2 separate regions of the Mus musculus genome follow, and region 1 is linked to region 2. Evidence: chromatin contacts called from public promoter capture Hi-C data. All regions are on one chromosome and are shown on one strand. The core of a region is the stretch at or near the end of the contact, and the rest is flanking DNA. Distances in the headings are between cores, read along the strand shown. Region 1 has its middle 53 kb from the start of Gm5420. Region 2 overlaps 1700020N01Rik (RIKEN cDNA 1700020N01 gene).

Region 1 (6,224 bases), core at 1,583-4,082, 120 kb after region 2:
AGGCCATAGCACTGCAAAGCACTTGGGTACAAGGAGAGCCCTGCATTGTCCCAGAGAAACTAACAGGGAGACAAAACTCTCCTTTTAAAGTCCATAGAAAAGTGTTCCGAAGTATATGCACAAAGTGTATAAATTTAAATAATGTAAATTAAAATAATATATCTAAGATATGTGTATACAGTTAAATAACTAGAAATGAATTTATGAAAACTTTCTCTAAATCTCTTTAGTTAATTGGTGAATAAATTTCCTTCATCTAGTTAGATATTTAGCAAATTGTCTAAATTAGTTAGGGTTAATCTGGAGTCTGCTGTCAAGACAGATGAAAGCATCTTAAAGGTCACTTGTCAGACATAAAGGGACTGCAATGTAAGCCCACTAGTGATAGAGAAATCACAGAGCCACCTGGAAAAGGCTTTAAGTTAGATATGAAATACAGGTAGGGCCCACATAAATATTATATTTTGAAAAACAAGAACTTTGTACACAAATAGGCAGGAAAGACTGTTTGTGGGAAATGCCACTGGGTACCATGACAACAGTCCCACTGAAAAGTTCTATAGTAATAGACATATAAACATATTACATGTAATACCATAAATATATACCATGTAATACCATAAGCATATATCATGCAATAACATAAACATATACCATGCACTAACATAAACATATGCCATGTAATAGCATAAACATATACCATGCAATAAGTCCATGCAGACTTTCATACTCATTGAATCATGTAGGAAGAAAAGCTCTTTCTGCTATTACAATACTTAGAAGATCTATGTTATTTCAAAAATTAAATTGTCCCTTTATTTATTTATTCAGGCCTTTCAGGTCACTAGGGAATAAAAATGAAGTCATGTGTCAGGGTGGTTCTGGGTGGGACATGTGCCAGTCTGGGGTTCAGGATGGCTCTGGACTGGAGGCTGTGTGCTCTTTGGGGAGGCAGAGAGGCTCACACTTGCCCCCAGCATTCCAACATCTGAACATGAAGTTCTTGGCTCCTGGAGCAGCCGACCGATTAGCAGAGCCTCATGTGACCCACGGAGGACATTTTAATTACAGTCGGTCTGGTAACATTTACCCAGCCGAAGGTGTCTGGTTCGTTAAGTACCCCCCCCCCAGAAGCTGAATCTAAGAAACATATGCCAGACTGGCCTTCGGCCTGTGAAAGATAGGCAGGGCATCTGATCAAAATAGACATGATGACAAGCCCTCAGATTCATTTCATCTAGGGACAATCTCCTCGGGTTCTGTAATGACACCAAAATAAACTGCCCTAGGTTGAGAGGAACCGATACATTGTGTAAAAACCTACAGAGACACAGCTGTGCAGCCACCCCTGTACCCGACTCCAGTTTTCATATCTGCAACACGGTGAAACAGAAAATCCTTCCTGATCTTCGGCTTCAACCCACGGCAGACGGAGTGAGGATAAAATCAACCCTTCGCACCTAGCAGTGTTCAGTCCCTGGTACTTAGCCAGCCGCCCTAACGTTAACAAGCTTAGTTCTGGGAAGTACCTTCTGGACCAAAAGATAAGACCGCTCGTCCCCGGCAAATCGCATTTTCTCAAATATTTTTGCCCAAAGCTGAGGTGTAAGCCTTCTAATAGAATTATGCAAATTTTGTCCTAACTCTGAATGTTTTAAGAAGGAAACATCACTTTGAAGCGTCACAGATACGCGGGCCTGACACTGCAAAAGCAAGCTGGGGACTACAGTCAGTGATGGAGACAGGGATGATACCGGAGGCAGGACCTCCTGAATCTCTGAGGTGGTTATGTTTTGCACAGACTTCAAGCACCTCCTGCCTCGGAAGGTCAGTCTGACTGTGGATGTGAGGATGGAATTGCTGACTGGACATTAGGGGATTATCTGCTTGGCAGAACAGAGCCCGGTTCCAGTGCATCTTGCTCCTGATTTGAACTGGCTGGCGGAGCGCAGACATCCCAAGCACAAGGTTGGATGGTGAACATGGACAGCCAAGCAAGGCTTTTGTAGCTCCTAAAAGCAGATATGGTTGCTTGGGAAATAATTTTACGAGAGGCGTATTCCTTTATGTGATCTGGAAAGATGACTATAAAGAATGTGTCCAGTCTAATACATGCTTAACATTTCAGACTAGGCTACCATGCCTTTTTAAAATGTCCACACATGGAAGGTAGGTCAGCTATACTATGGGAAAGCACACAAATTGTTCTCACTCTTTGATTCTTGACCCCTTCACACACGTATGAACAAAAGCATTTATTTGAAATAGTGTGTGCCACAAAGCACTGTCAGATTGTGAACTCATACCTAAGTGGCCAATGAAAGCTGTGATCTTATTGGACGAAGCCTGAATGGCAACCCCAACCAAAACATAGTTTCCTGTTAGGAATTTCTTGAACTTGAAAGACAGAACAAAAGCAGAGGTGTTCCCAGTTGTCCTGTGAGCTGGGTTTCTCCTTGGGTTGTGTGTTTCTATCATTGTTGCCCTTCCAGGTGAATATAGTCTCTTTCAAAAGACAGTGGCTATACAAGGCAGAGAGGTCAAGGGGAGATGGGGTGTAGGCAGAGATGCTTGTCAAGCCTTTGCCTGTATCCCAGTTGACCTGATCTTTACTGCTGGCATTCTGTCCCTGAAAGACTTCAGTGAAAATACTCCTGTATATTAAAAAAACAAAAACGAAAAGCCACTCAACACAGCAACCTCCCTGAAAGGCCCAGGTTCTTCCCTCTCAGCCTGTGCCTTCTCTCTCTTGGCACTGCCCTGTCATGTACCCTTTGGAAGCAGCCACTTGACTGGCCGCTGTGAAGAGTGCTGCTAGCCCCAAACTTGTTTGCTCCCATCCGCCAATGCTATGTGCACTCTCAGCTAGCACAGCTGCCAAGAGGCTCAAGTTGGGAACACTAGCTGTCTCAAATATGTGATTCGGATTTCAAAACCAAGTCCTGTGCTCCTGGCACTCACAAGCTTCCAAGAAACTAGGGGCTTTGCTGTCACTGTCTTTACTGCAAGACAGTTTCTTTTGCAAGTTGCTTGTTATTTACTGGCATTAAAATCTGACATCTGGAGGTCATCGGAAATTGAAGAGTTGCTTTCCTGATTTATTTATTTTTATTGTTGGTCCAATCCAATCAGAAGGCACCTCTCCACAGCCTGTTACACAGTTTGTACCACTTTTGCTCCTGGGAGTTGTTCAGTGTTATTCAGAGGGAGTAACATTGGCATGAGCAAAGTGGAACCCATTTCTTCACTGATCGGCATGGATGGTACTCTTTTTATCAACTCTTGCCAAGGCCGTAGTTCGTAAGTAATTAGCTGGCTTAGGTGAAGCTCAAACTTAGCAAGTATCTTTCTTTAAGAAAGTATTTTACATGAGCAGGAAAAAGAAGATGAAAAAAACTAAACCAAACCCAGGACACACCTGCCAAATTAATTCTGACCCCAGCGGTAATGTACTCTTCATTGATGATAGGATTTAGGGGTGGGGGTGGGGGTCGGAGGAGGTAGAGTTCTCTGTGAAATATCGTCAAGATACAAAAGGAAAATAGATATTAAATATATAGAAATTAAAAACAGATCACCCCCATTTAATTTTTGCTGCTGTTTTCTCCTTATTTTCCTCAAAACAACAAAGTAACAAAGTAGCAAGGACCCCCTCCATCAGCATACACAAACCGCCTGCTCTTCCAAAGACAAATGAAAAGTATTGCAGCAGAATTTCCTCCTAGCGTTATATTACAATCTAAACATGAATAGCACCACAAGGAAAAAAAAATAGGATGTCATTTTGGCTGGTACACACAGGTATCAGTTTGCAGTCTTGCAAGCTAACTGAGTATCCATTAACCCTGGGTCGACTCCAGAGAAGGGATGTAATGCCCCAACCAGTTCAAACTGCTTTCACTGCCTGATAGAACACTTAACAGGGAACAGAAAACAAACCTCCCAATTGGCTGCTTTTTCTGAGCATCATTACAGATGGTGGCACGACTGTGAAATAAGGTCAAATATGACCCTGGGACAGGACTGTACCTCTGGGGAAAATCAATTACAACTGTAGATGGGAACTGCCATGGGAAAGTGCCCATATGTGGCCACGATTAAGTATTGTGAAACTCGGTATGGTATATTTAGAGTAAACCTTGGTAATTATTCTTTGCAACTTGGAATAAGTCAGTCTATAGGTTAGAAATTTCAAAGTGAGCTCCTTCCTTATGGTCTGCCTCCCCAGACTGAATGCAATGCTCTGTTTGTTCCCAGCTCCTCTAGCCCTAGACCAGAGCCAAGGTTACTTAGTACCACAGATGGATGTCAACTTAGTCCATTTCGATTCTGTATCCCTAGGAAACCGACCAAGAACATGCTATAGCTTCTGAAAATATATTATGTTATTCTATACTCTTTGGATACCAGAGGCAAAATGTTTATCTCTTCTTTCAGCAGATAATACAGACCACTAGCTAATACCTTGAGATTTTAGTAGAATTACTTAAAATGAGTTGAAACCTCCTTCTGTTTTAAAGGGTGATGGTTGGCAATCAGTTTCACAGCTTAGAAGATTTATTTCTTCAGCAGAGACCAGAACAACTCTGGGATGGAATGCATTTTCTGAAACCCCTCTGTGAATGAATGTTCCATCCAACTAAAGAGTATGGAGAAAATATTACTTCAAAGTGCTTTCGAACATGAAAAGGCAGATGTTACATACCAGCTGCTTTATTTCACATAAGTCCTCATGCCTGCTTCTAGCAGGCGATTGATGGAGAAGTCTTGTCATTGCTGGGAGGAAATGAGGAACACATGCCTGCTTACAATCACGAACTTCTGGGTCCCTGCATTAGTGGCATATCTGTATTAGCCCGTGTGCTCTGTACAAAGAGCAGCCTTCTGGGACCAACCCCGGAGCTTCAGATTCAGTGGTAAAAACTGTGATGTGGAAGTCAGAAATGTACAAATGTGGTTTAGATGTAGGTTGCCCGCAGACTTGGCTATCAAAAAATACCAAACATTGTTTGGTGATATAGCTCGGTGGTTGAGTGTTCACCCGACGTTCATGAGACTCTAGATTCAACCCCCCCTTAATTAAATTCAATCAATTAATTCGATTAAATAAAATTAGAGTAAAACCATATTTGTGAAGATCATATAGGATATTGGTTTTCTCTTGACCTCAGCTGCCAGTCCACTGAGACTTAAGTATATAGCTCCCAGATGCAAACCTCTGTGTTTTGATGATGATAAAGGAGACCACTAGGGCAAGCTCTAAGGAATAAAAAAAAAACAAAAAAAACAAAAAACCTGTCTTTTCTACTCTTTGGTAGATGGAGTCTTCTGTTGAAGTTAAGGTCAGAAATGTTAAAGAAGATGAAGTGCAGAAAAAAATATTAAAAATATTTATTTTGCATTTGGCAGCTGGACAAGATTTTCTCACCTATTGTCTGATTAGATCCTTACAGTAGCTCCATAGGAGTTGGGTGTGTGGATTAGTCTATGCATTTCGGTAAAGGGAGGTCTGCCATTGTCTGTGCTTATCCAAGGTGAGATAGACGAACAATGGCCCAGCAGGCAACCTTCCTGGAGTCTGATCTCCGTCTACAGACAGCCTCCTGTTTCTCATTTAACTTTTATCACCTCTAAGGATGTAAAATCTCAGCTTACCAATCACTAGCACAAAGAAACTTCAGGAGAAAGGAGGAGGGTTGGATGCTGGACATCCCTGCTGGGCCCAGGAATGTGATTGTATTATGTGAACGCACTTTGAGAGTTACAAGACAATCTGTGCACATACTTACTGTATTCTTGTATGATTAGTATTATGTTTTTTTTCCCCTGGGCTTAAAGATTTCATAAGGGAAACTCGAAATTTACACAGGTTATCTGGAGAAATGATGGCTAAATATTTAGTTATGGATCATAAAACTGATGGAGAAGTACATCTAAGTAGAAACAAATTTTAAGTTTTTGAGAAAACTTTGATGGAGTTGAATCCTGGGCATAGATCAGTGACTTGTATGTGGAGCTCTCCGATGGCAGATTATAATGTCTTAGCTCCTCCCATTCTGTCTTCTCAGACCTTCTGGTAAATGAACTCACGTACTCTTGTGATTTTAGGCACTTCAGAGGAACCCCTGGGTTGACGCCGTGTGAAGTCTGAGCTGAGCTGAGCAGATCTGAAGCCACCGCGGGAGGCTCAGGATCCAGATCACCAGCCTGCTTCTTGGAGACTG
Region 2 (5,980 bases), core at 2,355-4,854:
AGTTCTCTTTTGCTAATTCATGGAGGTTGTTGCTCCTCAGGAGGTGGGTTAGAATCCCAGCCAGCACCTCTCTCAGGAGAGAACTCTTGGATAATATGTTCAAGATCCCTAAAGCCACCTCATTGGGGTGAAGTGAAAACGCAAGATCATATTTGCAAAGTGGCTTAGCCAAGCCTGACACATAGTAGGCCAACACAGAATATGCAGATTCCTGTAATACTTGAGCAGAAGTTGGTAGTCATTTTTTTCCAGAAGCGGTTTCTGGGTTTCTTCCTAGTGGAGGCTCTTGAAACCACAAAAGAACAGGATAAAACTTATAACAGGTGAAACTCAAAAGAATTAAAAAACAAATCAAAAACCTCCAAGAGCCTGGGGTTGGAAGAGCTTGGTGGTAATGCCTGGAGAAGGCCTTCCAGTTGTTTCTGTTAGGAATATTTCAGAAACTCTGGCATCTGAACTCCCCTTTCACTTATGTTGCTTACTGTGGGCCCTAACATCCAAAGCCCAAAACTTGTTTTCCAGATATCTTTGAAGATGGAATCTTTAGGAAGTCAGCGTGACTGTGGAGTCATAATGGTCACTGTGGGTCATCCCCACGTCACAGGATTATTCTGCCCTGCAGTTACAGCCATTTAACTAGAGCACATATGACTGATGCACTCACATACACTGGAATATCTGTTATCCTCGAGTTCTTGACTCTACCAATTTGGTAACCAATGTTAATTATTTAGTTACTGTAAATAAAAGTAACCCTTGGCCTATCTAGGACTGTAGAGGGTGCCCATAAGCTGCATAGTGTGCCCAAATTCTACCAACTCTTCCCCTAGATTGAATGCTGGCTGAAGATGATGGGTTCAACTCTCAGATGATTCTGATGGTAGATGTACGTGTTTGTGCGAAGGCAGTTAAGCTTAGCTTCAGTTTCTTAATCTCTAAAGCAGTAACAGAAGTGGCCTGCTGTCCCTGCCAAGGGTGATGGAGAGTAAATGAGCACCGAGCTCACAGCGTGGCTCTGGGCATACACTAACAGTTCTGTAACTAGTGTTCTAGCATGACTGCTGACTCAGATGAGATTAAACCTCTGAAAAGTGGACTTATTGTGGTGAAGCCACAGCCCTCCTTATTGAAATCTACCTGTCTGAAGTCTTAACCTAGAGGCTTCAATGGAGCAGGAGAAAATTGGCTTGACTGGCCCCACTTTAAATCCCTGAAGTCCTCCCACTCCCTAAGGTGAATAGTTTACACTGTCTCCCCTAGCCTCAAACATCTGCAGCCCTCACTCTTCCCTAATACTCTCACTGCTCATGTCAAGGCCATGTTTCCTTTCTGTAACTAAGAACAGGCTGCTGTACCCTTGGCAAAAGTCACCCTTGAGTAAAACTTTCTCAGAGAGCTCTGTGATACATCATGTACTTAGAGGCTGAGTGTCTGTGTTCCCTTCCAAAATGCATGTGCTTGAGCCTTGCCCCTCTCTGTGATGGTGTGCAGAGATGGAGCCTTTGGGAAGTGCTCAGGCTTAAATTAGGTCATAAGGATGTTGCTTTCATGGTTGGATCAGTTGGCTTAAAGAGACAAGAGGTTTTCTGTCTCCACATACCCATCAAAGAAAAACTATTTGTATATACAGTTTTTCGACAGCTGCTTAAAAGTCAGAAAGGAATTAGTCACCAGAACCTGACCATGGCAACACCATGATCCTGGATTTCCAACCCCAAAACTTTGAGAAATGAGTATCTTCTCTTCAAGTATCTGTATTATAACTGTATTACTGCAGTGTGTTGATAAGTCTTCATCAGCTAGACTCACCTGGGAAGAAGGAATCTCAATTGAAAACTTGTCTCTATCAAACTGGCCTGTGGCACGTCTGTAGAGAATTTTCTTGATGTTGGAGTGTCCAGTCCACCGTGGACTCTGGCATCCCTGGGTAGGTGGCTTTGGTTCGTGTCAAAAAGCATGACGAGGAAGCTGTGAAGAGCAAGCCAGTAAGCTGCACTGCTCTGTGGTTTGTGCTTCAAGCTCCTGCCTTGAGCTCCTGCCTTGGCTCCACTCTGTGATGGACTGTCATGTGCTGTGTGAGCCAAGTAAACTTCTTTCTCATGTTGCTTTTGGTCTCAGTACATCATCATAGCAACAGAAAAGCAAACTATACCAAGCAGTCTGAACCAGCAAGGCCTAGCTCAGCGAGTCTTCAGAGTGCTAAGAGTTTCTAAGGGGTCTTGCAAGTTTTCCAAAAAGATGTAGATAAGGAGACTGATATAGGCATATGGATGACACCCACAGTATCCTGTTCTGTTGTTTAGCATGTTTGCCTTCCTTTGTAATTCCCCTCTGTAGCAATAGGTCAACAGGTACAGTGTTGAAACACTTGAGAAGTTTTCATAAGGCTTTTATTTAAGATGTGTGCTAGGCATGGTGACTCAAGATCATAATCTTATCTGTCAGCAATATGTGTTAGGCAAGAGAATTTGAGGCCATCCTAGATTATATAGTGAGACCCTGTCTAACCTTTCTTTCTTTTTTTTTTTTTTAAAGATTTATTTATTTATTATATGTAAGTACACTGTAGCTGTCTTCAGACACTCCAGAAGAGGGAGTCAGATCTTGTTACGGATGGTTGTGAGCCACCATGTGGTTGCTGGGATTTGAACTCTGGACCTTCGGAAGAGCAATCGGGTGCTCTAACCCACTGAGCCATCTCACCAGCCCCTAACCTTTCTTTCTTTACTTGAACACATGCGTACATGTGTGTGTGCGCACGCACACACACACACACACACACACACACACACACAGGTATATAAAATTATGTAATACTATACAAAAACTCTTAAAAAAAACCCATTTTAACATAAATAGAATTCTGCCATTTTTTTCTAGGTCAACACTATACAAGTTACCTAGGTTAATAGGAAATTAACAATAGTGACCTGTCATAACATACTTATTAGTTAATATATAGTGATGAGAGAAGAAATATAATGATGTTAATTTCTTGTAAACATTTCATAATTTTATTTTACCACCACCAAGAGAACATACACTTTATTATATCTTTCAAGTAATGTTGAACATTCACACTTAGGTAGTATTCTGCCTAGTTTGTAGCCTTTAGTAGTCCAGAGGATGCTCAGAGATTCAAAGTATACTCTAAATTTAGTCCAAGTTTTAAAACTGAAAATGAAAGTGCAGTCCTCGGCCAACTATTGATCTCCCACTTAGAGAATGAAAACAAAGGCAGGCATCTCCAGCTGCTTCTCCTAGCACTGGAATTCATGCCCAGGATGACACAGACATCAGAAATGCTTGTTTAACTCTGTAGATGACATCACTCTCTCTCTCTCTCTCTCTCTCTCTCTCTCTCTCTCTCTCTCTCTCTCTCTCTCAAGTATTCCTTACAGGATACCAGGGACTTCTAAACCTAAGGAGATGTACTCTTAATTAGCTAGGATATTATTATAGCGGTGTCTGTTAGGAGAAGCTAGATAGCAGTATGCTTTTTCTAAGTTCATTGTCTTTATACAGCAAGCATTCATTCTCCTGTGTTCGTGCCTCATGCACATCAGCAGCAAACTCTGCTCAGCCTCTCAGGGCCCCAGAGTCAAAAGGAAACTTAGTGAAGTGTGTGCTAGCTTGAACACTGCCAGGCATTGCACATGCGCTGTCTCTTCACATCTACGCCATTGTCAAAAGCAAGTGACCACACTTTGGTTTAAAAGTAAAGGGGTGTGGCAGCTGACTTCTAGGATGTGTCCAGAGGAGCAACAGGAGTATTTGTAAACAGCTCTGATGACTAACTCAAGGTTCTGTTGCCATGTGCTGAGAACCCCACACCCCAGATTTCCCCATGTTTCTGATATGTGTATATGTAAGTGCCTGTGTGTCTGTGTTTGTGTGCACACATATAGAATTACAGCAATCATAAAATGAGAATTCTATCAGAACACAGCTATCTCAATTAGAAATTTGGATACAGGGGCTAGAGAGATGGCTCAGTGGTTAAGAGCACTGACTGCTCTTCCAGAGGTCCTGAGTTTAATTCCCAGCAACCACATGGTGGCTCACAACCATCTGTAATGGGATCTGATGCCCTCTTCTGGTGTGTCTGAAGACAGCTCCAGTGTACAGTGTATTCATACACATAAAATAAATCTTTTTTTTTTTTAAGTGATTTTCCTGGGTTCCCCTTTCAAGGTGGTTCTGTCACTTGCCTTGTATACTAGTGTGTGCCAGGGGTCCTCATTCCTCTCTGTGGTCTTCTCCACGGAGTGGCTTGTGTAAAACCAGTCAGGGTGGTGCATGCCTTGAGTCCTAGCCGTTAGGTGTCGGTGAGGCAAGTGTCTGTGAGTTTGAAGCTAGCCTGGTCTACATAGTGAATTTCATGCCAGCCTGAACTTAACATTGAGATCCTGTCCCCCTGCCCCTCCAAAAATAAAGTTCTCCATACAGAATGGCTTATGTGACCTCATGGCCTCTTCCTAACCTAAGTTGACAAGGCAAGATGCCTCCACTTCTTTTATATCCTCACTTTGAGAGTCACCTGTTAATACCTAGAGTACTGTGGTGACTGTGAAATCTGGTGAAGAGAGGACACTGCATAGGGCCATGAATAGTGGAAGACCAACACCACCATCCTTACTTGTAGCAGCTTCATCCCCTTTACACTGACCTGGCTATTTAAGGGGATACAGTGACTGTGTAGCGTGGATAGAAAGATGAGAACAGAAAGGGTGTGGTACTGCTACAGAGCACGATGGGAGAAGACACGGTAGGTAGATCGCCTGCCAAGCAGGGGGAGCTGTAAAATGATGCCAGGGGTCAGCTGAAGGTCGGGGCTAAGCATTCTAGATGGAGAACCAGTGCAGAGTTTGGGTGTGATGCAAGGTTGAAATTGTACTTTTTTTTTGAGGCTAGGTGCCACTATGTAGCCCAGGGTAGCACACTCCCACCTTAGCTAAGTGTCGGGATTGCAGGCACCCAATGCTACGTGTGCCCCAGTGTTAGGACTTAACAGTAACACAACAGTGTAAGAGGAGGAGCATCTACCTGGGGGCTGGCTTGCCGGGACAGCTTGAAGTCATGGACCATTCTTAGGCTTGTCTGGCTAGAAATCAAGTGACTTTAGGGAAGACACTGATTGTCAGGAGAAAATAGAGAATCAGAGCAACGTAACACTGACATAAATTTTCCACTCATGAACTTTTGGGGAATACATTCAAGCCATAAAAAGGTCTTGATCTTCAAGTCTTAAGAGAGAAAAAAAAAACTTTTTTTTTAAACTAAGAAGGTACTAAAAGCTTAAGGAGCTGAAGAGTTTTGATTAATCATTAAGGAGTGTGGGTTCAAATCTAAATATGGCCTGCCTTCCAGGCAATGATAGTGTACTAAGATCTGTTTCTTAGCCTTGATAAATGAGACTTATATAAAATTTTGCAATTAGAGACAGCTGGCTGAAGGGTACCCTAGACCATCTGTCTCTTCTCTGAAATGTCTGAGCAATCATTTCACAATAAAAAGCTAGAGACTTGGGATGTAGCTTAGCTGTAGAACATTTGCCTTGTGTATTCAAGGCCTTGGGTTCAACCCTCGTTCCTACCAAAACCAATCAATAGCTATTAAAGAAGTACACATAAAACTCAGTGCCAGAGCCTCTAAGTATACATCACAGGGCCGGTGAGCATGATTTTTCCTGACGATCAGCAGACAGAGATGCCATTTGAATTTCGTGGGAGGGAGGCACAGAGAGCTGGCTCAGTGACCCTGACAGAATGTGGCACACAAGCTCCCTGAGGATGACATCTTCCTGCCTCTGTTGGTGACTACTGAGTCTCTAGCTTCTGGGACCATTAGTACTGGGTGCAAATAGCCCTTCATTGTCTAGATGGATAAATGCTACTGTAGGAACGGGAGTGCAGGTTCTACATGTTATTTATCTCTTTGCTCACATTTTTCTCTATTTTCCAGGAACTCGAGTTTATCC

Evidence for each region. Capture Hi-C pulls out chosen DNA fragments and counts their contacts.
Region 1: a promoter capture Hi-C map of adipose tissue shows a contact between it and region 2. The contact joins two enhancer-like sites. A contact is called at or near these places in 5 of 484 Hi-C or Micro-C datasets (the N1E-115 cell line, epidermal suprabasal cells, nephron progenitors and 2 more), 2 of 115 datasets of contacts at active chromatin or transcription factors (both in embryonic stem cells) and 2 of 9 other capture datasets (adipose tissue and pancreatic islet).

Annotation. Positions count from the first base shown.
Region 1 is chr10:21,740,684-21,746,907 of GRCm38.p6, forward strand. No RefSeq gene overlaps it. Among named protein-coding and RNA genes, the nearest start is that of Gm5420, 53 kb to the left of the region's middle. Within about 2 kb of position 2,833, at least 13 of the 459 cell types and tissues checked have an H3K27ac peak or open chromatin away from gene starts, as enhancers often do. A contact at or near this core is called in adipose tissue, where this site is marked.
Region 2 is chr10:21,615,682-21,621,661 of GRCm38.p6, forward strand. 1700020N01Rik (RIKEN cDNA 1700020N01 gene) reads left to right here. Exons shown (of 3, transcript NR_027968.1): 3 at 5,965-5,980. Among named protein-coding and RNA genes, the nearest start is that of 1700020N01Rik, 26 kb to the left of the region's middle. RefSeq lists an enhancer at 5,020-5,980. Within about 2 kb of position 3,605, at least 53 of the 459 cell types and tissues checked have an H3K27ac peak or open chromatin away from gene starts, as enhancers often do. A contact at or near this core is called in adipose tissue, where this site is marked.